2 separate regions of the Mus musculus genome follow, and region 1 is linked to region 2. Evidence: chromatin contacts called from public Hi-C data. All regions are on one chromosome and are shown on one strand. The core of a region is the stretch at or near the end of the contact, and the rest is flanking DNA. Distances in the headings are between cores, read along the strand shown. Region 1 overlaps Mrtfa (myocardin related transcription factor A). Region 2 overlaps Tnrc6b (trinucleotide repeat containing 6b).

The links. Hi-C and Micro-C count contacts between places; a contact is called where the count stands out from the background.
Region 1: a contact with region 2 is called in a Hi-C map of CD8 T cells, with 2.8 times the contacts expected there. The contact joins two enhancer-like sites. A contact is called at or near these places in 1 of 484 Hi-C or Micro-C datasets (CD8 T cells) and 1 of 9 other capture datasets (embryonic stem cells).

The regions. Positions count from the first base shown.
Region 1 is chr15:81,095,498-81,101,292 of GRCm38.p6, forward strand. All of the region lies in intron 2 of Mrtfa (myocardin related transcription factor A), which reads right to left. Among named protein-coding and RNA genes, the nearest start is that of Mrtfa, 92 kb to the right of the region's middle. Within about 2 kb of position 2,229, at least 57 of the 459 cell types and tissues checked have an H3K27ac peak or open chromatin away from gene starts, as enhancers often do. A contact at or near this core is called in CD8 T cells, where this site is marked.
Region 2 is chr15:80,739,129-80,745,075 of GRCm38.p6, forward strand. All of the region lies in intron 1 of Tnrc6b (trinucleotide repeat containing 6b), which reads left to right. Among named protein-coding and RNA genes, the nearest start is that of Tnrc6b, 31 kb to the left of the region's middle. Within about 2 kb of position 3,938, at least 108 of the 459 cell types and tissues checked have an H3K27ac peak or open chromatin away from gene starts, as enhancers often do. A contact at or near this core is called in CD8 T cells, where this site is marked.

The DNA of each region.
Region 1 (5,795 bases), core at 979-3,478, 350 kb after region 2:
TTTTCTTTTGACAGTCTCACCACGAATATGGAGACACAGAGATCTGCTGCCTCTGCCCATCCCTGCCCAGCATCACATATAACAAAGTGTCCTATTCAGATGTTCTATCCATTCTTTACAGAGTTTTGAGAATTCTTTATAACTGAATGTGTGACAAGTGACTGTAATTCTAGCATTCAAAAGGCTGAAGTAGGAAGACCAGAAGTCCAAGATCATCCACCTCTATCACAGTGAGTTCAAGGCCAGCCTGGGCTACATGAGATCATGAGTGTCGACCCACTCCCCGTGTCTCACCCCCTACCCCCCCCCCAAAAAAAGAAAGAAGGAAGTAAATTAACTTACTTAACATTAACATTTCAATTCTTTGTTTTAGTCTCCATTATTCTGTACAAAGCACAGGCAAACAATCTGAGAACAGCTTTCTGGCAAAGAACACAGGATTAAGATTTTCAAACTCCTCGGTAGGGGATGCAGTTAGTGTTTGATCCCCAGAAGTGCATACCTGGGCTTGGTGGCACACATCTACAATCCCAGCACTCAGAGGGTAGAAGCAGCAGGGGGATCAAAATTCAAGGTCATCTGAGGCTACCTGAGAGACCTTGCCTCACTGTGCACCCACGATGGGGTGGGGGGTAAGGGGAGGAGAAGATTTTCAAAGAACAACACTTATTTTGGAAATTAACTTTTAATAATTAAAGCATGTTATACTAATGTCATCATTTTATGTTTAAAAGAAGCTGCATTATGATCACCCATCAAAACATTTAAATCTAACTTGGTGTGTGTTCAGCTTAAAAAACCTTCTCAACGGTTTAGTCAAGTGAGTGTAGGTCAGTGTGCAGAGGAAAGATCCACAACTCTGCCAAGAACACGGTTAACACAAACACTGCAGAGATAAATTTCCATAAATCTTAGAAAATAGAAACAAAGGCAAAATGTAAAAGGGATTTCTACAAACAAGTCAGTGGGAACACGGTGTATGAGATGGCATGCCCTGTGCCACGGAATGTTTGCTCAGCGCAGTGCTTGACTTCACTGAACCCACAGCTCAGGCTACCCTGAGACATCATGCTTTCTAGCCACTTCCTCCTCGTTTAGCCAACTACACGTGCACATAGGTGTGAAAGTTTATATGGGATTTATATGAACAGAAATGTTCACCATAGAAAATCAGAAAGATATAGGAAAACACAAAGGCCCAAAAAAGAAAATCTCTAATCAAGTCCAACTTTCTGAAATATCTGCTAGTTTTTGATGGACAGCCTCCCAGCCAGCAAGTCCACCAGCCCACTCCTTCCTTCCCTCCCTCCTTCCAAGTCACAGTCTCACATAGCTCAGGCTGACCTCTCTCTCACTATGCTGCTGCAGAAGATAACCCTGAACTTGTAACCCTTCCAGCTGCCTCTTCCAGTGACTGAATGAGAGGCACAGAGCCCTCTCCCCCAATGCTGGGGACTGAGGCCGGGTTTCTTCCATGATAAGCAAGCACTCTGAACTACATCTCCAGCCTCTTATTATTTTAGACAAAAACATGGAAAACATTTTTCTATACTTTGAATATACTTGTTAAAAAACAAGTATTTTCCTATCTTTTAGTTTCCTTAAAACAATTTCTTAAAAGTATTTTAAGACTAAAGAAAATAACATTTAAAAAATGTATGAGTTGCCAAATACCAAGGGAGCTGTAGTGAGTTATCAGAAAACCCAGGAAGAAACCTTTTCAAATTATTATAGTTGTATATGTATATATGCACGATATGTGCAGGCATATATACACACATATACACCACTGCATGCATGCAGAGGTCAGGGGAGAGCTTGTGGAGTCAGCCCTCTCCTCCTACCATCATGTGGGTGCTATGCATCCACCTCAGGTTTCCAAACTTGCTCAGCCAGTGCCTTTGACCACTGAGTCATCTCTCCAGCCCAAGAATTAAATCTTACACGCATTAAATAAAATTTAAAATCCCCCACACATGGCATTTTCTGTGTGTTAGGAACTGTGAGAAGCAGCACTTTACATATACTAAACAGTCCCTGGGACAGGCAACGTTGCGTTACTAGTTTATGAATGAGGTAACAGGAACAGAAGCCAAGAAATGCCCATTGCAGCTAGCTTTGAGTCAGAAACCCAGCCACCCCTGCCACCCCACCCCCACCTCAAGAGCTGGGGCCTGAACACGGAGGAGGGCTGCTCACTGGGAAGGCAAGCACGGCACACTGCAGCCCCAGCCTGTGCTCTGCACTTGCACTTCTTACAGCTTTCTGGTGTTCTTCTTTCCCCTTTTCTAGTTACTGGGGACTTCAAAGAGCATTTGTTTTGCAGGTTACATCTATCAGTATTTCATCTTGCAAGAATGTAAAACAGAAAGCACTCTAACTTTTCACATCTAATTAGCTTTTCTCTTGTAATTCTGCATTCATCTGCTGAAAAACTCCATCATGTAGCTTTAGAAAATGTATTTTACACGCATGAGACCATAACACTAAAAAAAAAGGTAAACCACGTTTCAGAATTAATATAAACATTCTGATCTTGCACCCTTTGAAAGCGCTCAGGACATTAAAGCATCTTCAACCACATCCTGAAAGGCACCTCACTGCACTTCAGTCTCAGCTGGGGCCTGTCACACAATGACTTAAAGGCATGCTCTGACATTCACAAAAACCAAGGTAAGACACCAGCCTAGGTCTCCACCAGCAGATGGTCAGGTAAGAAGCTCGTGATTGCATTTACATACACGAGGAAGGCATTTTATTCGGCTATAAAGGACAACCTAATTGGACTGAGGTGGCTGAGAAGATAAAATGTTTGCCATGCAAGCATGAACACCTTTAGAACCCAGCCCCGTAAGAGCTGTGACTATAATCCAAGTGATGGGGAGGCAGAGACAGGAGAATCCCCATAAGCTCTCTGACCAGAGGTATGAGTGAGCTCCGGGGCAGTAAGAAATCTTATCCCCAAAATTAAAAAACAAACACACAAACACACACACAAACAAGGTGGAAAGCAAGAAAGGAAGACACCCACTGCCAACCTTTGCCTCCATACATATAAACAAATATGTATCGCTCTTTCTCCCCCACCTCTCTCTGTCTGTCTGTCTCTCTCTCAAGCGCGCACACACACACACACACACACACACCAGAATTATGTCATTACCAGGTAAACAGATGGAATAGAATACCACCATGCTAAGTGAAATAGCCCCAGATTCTAAAAACAAAACAAACCACCATAATTTCTCTCCTACACAAAATCTAGACATATGTATGTGTTTGAAATAAGAGGACACCAACTATGGGGAGATGAAGGATTGCAAAGGCAGAGGGGATAGCAAGGCCATTAGGGAGATAATCATATCTCCTCTCCTCACACAATCTAGATGTAACACGTGTGCACATATATGACAAGACAGCAGAAGCGAAGCCATTTGGAAGAAGGAAGGAACCCAGTGGCATGGAGGGAGGGGCAAATATGAGTAAAGTCAGTATTTTGATATGGAATAAAAAATATGATAATAAACCAATTACTTTGTACACCGACTAAAAACATTAATAAAAAAGGAACCTCTCATTGTACAAAAAGCCACATTCTGAGGAACATACTTGTCTAAAAGACACTGCAATTTTTATTATCATTTATTAAAGATCATCATACACTAACTATATCCAGCAGTCACATACAGAAAGCAGGGGTTTGAGGACCAGACCCCCATTCGGTGTCACATTCTGTAAGACAGCCACATCAAGAAACTGATAGATAAGTCGTGAGTCTGTCAAATGATCAATGGTGTGAAGAAAATGATACGAGGTTTTACAGTTCTTGGCCAGAGAAGGGCTTACTGAGAAACTATGCTTAAGCTCGACAGGGAGAACACCACGAGCAAGTGCGAAGTGTTCCACGCAGGAGGACCTAGTATGAGAGATTAGCACAGAGCTGCGGCGGCGGCAGCACTGAATGAGCCAGCACGCTTGTGCAAAATGAGCGAGGGAGAACAGCCGGGTGCTGGGGATGGCACTGCTCTGGGAGGATCTCTTTCTTCAGCACAGCCTGCAGATGAGAGCCACCAGCAGGTTCTGAGAGGGTATCATCTGACTTAAAATGGATCATCAAAGTAACTAAAAATCTAAACAATTTGGGTTTATATGAAGAGGGCTGTTTTGTTGGGAGTTTTTTTTTTTAGAGCCCTTGTCTTTGTCTTTTTCTTCTTTCTTCTTCTCCTTTCTTTTCTTCTTCTCCTTTCTCCTCCTCCTCCTCCTCCTCTTCTTCTTCTGATTTATTTATTTTGTTAGTACACTGTTTGTTTGTTTGTTTGTTTTGTTAGTAAACTGTAGCTGTCTTCAGACACACCAGAAGAGGGCATCAGATCCCATTACAGATGGTTATGAGCCACCATGTGTTTGCTGGGAATTGATCTCAGGACCTCTGGAAAAACAGTCAGTGCTCTTAAACAATGAGCCATCTCTCCAGCACCCTTGTTGGAGTTTTAAAATTACATTTGTATTTATTTAGTCCCATTTCATGAATGTTAAGGACAAAGGACAACTTGTGGGAGCCAGTTCTCTCCTTCTAACATGTGGGTCCCAAAGATCAAAGTCAAGTCATCACGCTTAATGGCTGGTTCCCTTACCCACTAAGCCATCTTACCAACAATGTTTTAGTCTTTTTTGTGAGAAGGTCTCAACACTGTAGCTTAGGCTGGCCTGGAACTATGTAGCCTCGGCTAGATCTGAACTTGGGAAGCCTCCTCCCTTGGCCTCCCAAATAGTAGGATTATAGCAATTTAAACCACTAGAACACAGAGATGTGTTCCATCTCTTACTATGTATCTTCATGCTTTCAAGTTTTAAGTATCCTCTATAGATGTGAAGCAAGATCATAGTGATTAAATATTACACACTATATATTATGGTAGTATATATTTTTCACTACTGCATCTCTCTTCATCAGTTTAATTTCTTCTTGTGTAACCCTTCTATGCTCACTCTGCTGCTACCATGTACTCAGTGACTGCATGACATTAAGCAGGCCCCAGACACTGTGAGCTCAGCCCAACACTGCCCTGCACCTTAAGAAGTACAAGGCAAAGAAAGTTGGGTTATGAGTGTCAGTGGTAGCACAAGGCCTTTGGTATTTTCCCTTGTTATTAAAAAGAAAAACTTTTAAAATAATGTCTGTAGTATTCATAAAAGTGAGGCTCCAAAAAAGTAAGACTGTATACGGCTCATCTTTGTTGAATTTGGCATTGTTTTAATGAGGCTAAAATTGTGGTTCAGAGTCTTGACAGCCTGCTTCATCCAGAGAAACAAAGGATCGGGAGACAAGAGAGGTGAAGGAGGAATTTAGATTCCTTTGATCTGGATCTTAACTCGAGAGAGCCCAGATAAATCAGTGAGTCAGAGAGAGGGCAGTGAATGTAAGCAGAGCGCCTAGGACAGCTGTCTGTCTGCTACCTGTCTTGTGAGACCATCACCCAGGCCAAAGAAGACAGGGCAAGGTGGAGGGTAGACAGTGGTAGGTCTGCGGCATTATGACCTGACTTCCTAGGGGTGGGAAGTAAGCACCCAGACATCAGGGGTTTTATCTCCTCTGGTCCTCCTTCCCTCCTTTCCTCTTTTGAACTAGTAACCCTCTATCTAGTCCTAGCTGTACTGGAACTCACTATCTCAGGCTAGCCTCAAACTCCCAAAGATCCACCTGCCTCTGTCTCTCCAGTGCTGGTATTAAAGGGCGGTGGCACCAAGCCCTGCCTTTACCTTCTCTCTTAACCCCACCGTCTCTGGGGGTTCAT
Region 2 (5,947 bases), core at 2,688-5,187:
TCTAATATGTTTACGAAAAAATGTTTACAGGCCTGAAAAACTATTTTATAGATTAATGCCAGTTTCTATTTTTGTATATTACTTTTTTATTTAAGAGACCAAAAGAGGTTTCTGTTTCTTCAGTACTTCTCCTGGGTTTAAAATTCTGTTAGTAGAGAACTTGCTACATTAACCGGACATGTATGGCAAGATAATTTCAGAACTCTAATTGTGATGGAAATTGAAAAATAAGCTCTCAAACATGGACTTGATGGCTACAGCAGTTTAACCATTACCCCGTCACAGCCGGTGGTAAGCCCCCTTTCTCTGTTTATTTGGAATTTAAACTTTTCTTTTGGCCAGAGATGGACTGTATGTAAACCACATCCAGAATGTTTTTAGTTTGTACCACAAAGTATGAAGACAATGTTTTTGGTTGATGGCAGCTAGATCAGTGACATATGATGCTCCAGGAACTGTTTTTACAGCGCTCAAGATGCACAGGGACGGAATAGCAAACTCACATGATCCTTGGCAAGGAAAAACTGGCTACGTGGCTGATGTTAAATTTGCTTTTGAAGGCAGTAAGACCAAGAAATATCCGAAGACTTGGAGGCTACAGTGGGGAGAGGATTTTGCAGTTAGTAAACAATAGCAGGAACCTGTAGCAAGGCAGCTGTTGGTAAGCCATTTGCAGCTTCTAACAGCCCAACAGGGAGACTGGAGAGGAAAAGCTGCCACGGCCTTCAGGGAATGTTGTTCAAGGCAGTGACGGCAAAGAGGCTCCCATTTTACAGACTTCCTTTCTGGCCCATCTTGCTGTCAGTGTGACCCTGGCATTCTTATGCTGTGAGATTTACCAGGGACTGAGTTAGCTTTGTTGATGTTGAGCTGCCCTTAGATGTTAGGCTGTACCACTGACCACACACTTCCTTCTTGCTCAGCCCTTGCTTAGATTATACTCATTACCTTCTCAAAGTGTGGCCCAGGGACATCCTCTTGCTCATTGTTACAGTTAGGGTTCCTGTTACTATGATGACTACCATGGCCAAAAGCAGCTGTGAGAAGAAAGGCTTTATCTCATCTTCCAGCTTGTTGTCCCTCATCCAGGGGAGTGCTGGGCTCATGGTAGAAACCTGGAGGCAAGAACTGGAGCAGAGGCCATGGAGGAATGGAGCTTACGGTCTGCTTCTCATGTCTGTCTCATCCTGCTCAGTGGTGGCACATCCTATAGAGGGCTGGGCCTTCCCTCATCAATCAATAAATGGATAACTGACTTGCCCATGGGCTAGTCTAGTAGGGGCATTTTCTCATTTGACATTCCTTCTTCCCAAATATCTTTAACCTGTATTAAGTTGGCATAAAAGTAGTCAGTACACTGAACATCAGAGTCTTTCAAGGGGTCCTCCAGGCACAACTAAATCATTTTTCTACTGGGATGCAGTATGCCTTAAGACATTCTTTCCTTAGGGCACAATAGAATTTTCTAGAGAATCCAGGACATTCTCTGCTGCCCAAGACCAAGAAAAAAAAGCACACGTTAGTATATGTATGTATGTGTGTATGTGTGTGTGTGTGTGTGTGTGTGTGTGTGTATGCTGTATCTTTTTGGTTTTTTTTTTTTTTTTTTTTTTTTTTTTTTTTTTTTTGAGACAGGGTTTCTCTGTATAGCCCTGGCTGTTCTAGAACTCACTTTGTAGACCAGGCTGGCCTCAAACTCAGAAATCCTCCTGCCTCTGCCTCCCGAGTGCTGGGATTAAAGGCATGTGCCACCACGCCCAGGATAGCTGCTGTATCTTAAGCCAAGCTTTAAAGAACCTTGCTTAAATATAAGGCACTGGTCCTTTCTCATATTAGTAATTCCTTGAAAGATGATAATTTCAATTTTGAAAATGTAATGATTTATTGTTGATACCCTTCCTTCTCTCTTCTCTTCTCTTCTCTTCTCTTCTCTTCTCTTCTCTTCTCTTCTCTTCTCTTCTCCTCCTTTCCTCTCCCCCCTCTCCCCTCCCCCCTCTCTCTCCTCTCCCCCCTTTCCCCTCTCTCTCCCCTCTCCCCATCTCCCCCTCTTCCCCCTCTCCCCCTCCCCCTCTTTCCCTTCTCTCTCCTCTCCTCTCTCTCCTCACCTCTCTCCCCCCTCTCCCCCTCTCCCCTGTCTCTCCCCTCCCCTCCTCCCTTCTCCCCTTCCCTCCCCTCCCCTCCCCTCTCTTCTCTTCTCTTACCTCCTTTTTTGAGAAAAGAATCTCACTATGTAGCCCTGGCTGGACAAGAACTCACTGTGTAGAACAGGCTGGCCTGTAATTCAGAGATCTGCCTGCTTTACTCGTGAGTGCTGGAATCAAAGGTGTAGACCACACACATGGCCTTGTTGTTGGTATCTTTTAATAAACTAATAAATTTATAATAATTCATACTTTTAAATGTTTGGTATGATATGTCTTGGTAATTTTAATAACATAAAATCACTTTGGAGTCCTCTAATTTTTGGAATGAAGTGAGATCCTCCGATGAATAGGTTTGAGAACTACGTTTTAAATTCTATCATTTTCAGTTGGAATCAGTTTTTCTTTCTGACGGTGTCATAGGTTGCCCCTCCACTTTCTGTACGTTCTGTGAACTTCTGTGTGATGTGAGTGGCAGGCTGTGTATTTGGTGAGATTTTTTTTCATGGTTATTTGCCTCGTTATCATCCATATCAATGTCCAGTTCACTGGTTTATCTCAGAGGCAGTGTACATTTAACAACTTGCCAACAATTGGGCACGGTGGCATATACCCATAATCCAGGTACTCCAGAGTCTGAGACAGGAGGATCACAATGAGTTAGAGGCCAATATGGGCTATGTGAGACCTGCCTCTCAAAAAACAAAAAACAAAACCAAGGGAACAGGATGTAGCCCAGCTGGTAGATTGCTTACATATCCTGAACAAAGTGCACACACAGAGCCTTGTATGATGTGGCTCTTGCTGTAATCTCAGCATTGGAAAGCAAATGACAAGAGAATGATGTGACTTTGAAGGTCAGCCTGGTGCATGCAGCAAACCTTGCCTCAAGGAACTCAAATAAACAGAATTAATGATGAGGGTGAGCACAGTTGCTTGTGTTTAGGTTGTCAGAAGGCAGTCCTGTTTTCTCAAGCCCTTTGCTTAAGAATTGACCAACTGTCCTGGAGGTAGCCTAGAACACATACAATTGAACAAACAGGCTTAGTAGCCCAAGGTGGGATACCTGTTTTTCTCATCATTCCTGCTTGAGACTGTCCCCTACACCAAGCAGTCTTTCCGGATTTTCCCAGATAGTAGAGTAAAACTGAGGTTTTAAAGCCAGAGTTTTATAGCCAGGTGTGGGAGGCAGAGGCAGGTGGATCTTTGTGGGTCTAGAACAGCTTGTTTTACATAGCAGGTTCTAGGCTTCTTCTGTACCAGTCCCAAGGTGCCCTCTACTACTGTAAGTTCCATGGGGATAGCATGCTGCCCTGATATACTATAGGGGTTTTTTTTGTTTTTTTTGTTTTTTGTTTGTTTGTTTTTAAAGAGATGTGTGAGTAGAATCCTTACATGAGTTAAGTCAGAATATTGTATTGAGTTGAGTTTATTTTTCCTTAAAAATGTGTGTCGATCACATAAGGATTTATTGAGAATGTCTCTTGGGCAGACTCTGTATTTAATAATACTAATGAAGTATTAAGTGATCCCTCTGATGCAGACTCTCTTAGTTACTGTCCTATTGCTGTGAAGAGACACCAACCACAACCAAGGCTGACAAAATAAAGCATTTAGGTGGGGCTTGCTTACAGATTCAGAAGTTTGTCCCATTGTCATCATGTCAAGGAGCATGGTGGCACACAGGCAGACGTGGTGCTGGAAAAGTAACTGAGAGGTCTACCTACATCCTGATCTAGAGGCATGGACCTGACTGCGACCTTTGAAACTTCAAAGCCCGCCTGTCTCCAGGTGACACATCTACAAGGCCACACCTTCTAATCTTTCTCAAGCAATGCCACTCCCTGATGACTAAGCATTCAGATCTATGAGCCTATGGGGACATTCTTATTGAAAGTGTAACACATGCCAGACCTCAGAGAGCTTATAAGCAGTAGTCCACACAGAAGGAAGCCTGGGGAGGAGTGCATGTACAGTTTACTAGCTCAGAAGGAGGACACATTGAGATTGCCTGTGAGGTAAGATGGTGTCAGGGATTTCACAGAAAAGATTGCCTAACCTGCGTCTGTCTTCAAGTTGAGAAGTTTGGCCTGTGGGTACTTCTAAGAGGAAATAGCTTGCACAAAGGCACATGAAACCACTGTGGGTGCTCTAGGGAAATTGAATACAGTGTAGCTTTGTAAGATAAAACAGGAGAACTCAGCAGGTACTAGGCCAGGTATAGCATGGAGTAGAGATTATATTTTCTTACTCAAGAGTTTGTACTTTCTAAATATCATTCTTATGTTAAAGGTAGTGGGTATTGAGGCTAAGAAAACCAAATTCTAAAAACTAGTGAAACTAGTTAAAATGGATGAAGTCAAAGTCGGTGGCAGCAGACATATGTAAGAAGAACACACTGATTAGAATTGATAGGCTTTGGTGCTAGGAAGGAGCTGATGATGTCAGATTTCTGATCTGAGGGGGTGATGTTGTTTCGGATGAGGTAGAGGGGAAACACCTGTTGGGGACAGGATGTTTGAGTTGTAGTTGCACTGAGTCTTAGGCACCGGTGGCACAGGAGGTAGCAAAGGCTGTTGGCGTAGGCAGCAATGCATCTGATTCTGGCTGGTAAGAACGCTCAGCACTGGCTTTGGGGATCGTCAGCACAGAGGTGGTAGTTACATTTGTGAACAAAAGATAGGGACATTGGAACTACAAATGCAAGCTGCGTTAGGAAGTTGAGGCAGGAAGACCACAAATTCAAGGCCAGCCTAGATTATATAGTGACACCCTCACTCAAATTAAAAGAAAAAAACTTCCAGGACAGCCAGGGCTACACAGAAAAACTCTTGTTTCGGAAAACAAAAACAAAAATGAAGTCCTGGGTTCAGTCCCCAGCAACTGGGAGGTTAGAAGCAAGAGGATCAGAAACTGAAGGTCCCTGATGGAGAGCAGGCCAGACTGAGTCATGCGAAACCCTATCTCAGAAAATAAACCAAGCAAATATGTAGTTACAGAAATGTGTGCTGTTGCCTTTTGCTGTTGTTTTGGTGGTTTTATTTGGCTGTTTTTTGTTTGTTGCTTGTACAATGTTGGAGTATAGTATATTCCTTAACAGTCTGCATTCCAAGATGATACTAGAGAAATGCTGGTGACAGCAGGGAGAACTAAGGAGGGTCGTGAGGGAAGAGACTGAGTGATCAAGGGCTTTTTTTCTGTGCTGCTTGAATTTTTAAACTGAGAATTAAAATGAATCACACTGAATAGTTAAGTTTGAAAATTAAAACCCTGTCACATCAGAGGTGATACTAGAAAAGTAAGTGTCATTTGTTGAATATATATGCCTTTCAGCTTGCCATATTCTCTAGGAAACACTTAGCTGTAATTACATTGTGTGAGTTTCGTTAAATACTTGACTGTAGTCTATTTCAGTTTGGCAAAACCTGGGGATGGATGAGTCTAAGGTCTTCAGAATCTCATTCTAAGTCCCAAGATTACTCTGGTTGTTCCGTAAGAGAGTAGAGGGGACTGCTGGGGTTGGTGGCTGACCACCCTAACACTGCATGACCAGGTGGTAGGATTAGATTACTTCTGAGCATTTAAAAATAGTCATTTGAAGGCATTTTCCTGGTATTCATCTCTTAGAAGAAAAATACTGCTGTAGATAACGTAAGCTTTTAGAATAATCAGTGTCTATGCTTATCTTCAATATGCCAGTACTTGGTTCAGAGCAAGAAAGAAGCTTTTTTTTTTTTTTTTTTTTTTTGAGAAACCCAGTTTGAGAATACCTGGAAGCCAGGCCTGATCGAGCACCCAGGTAATCT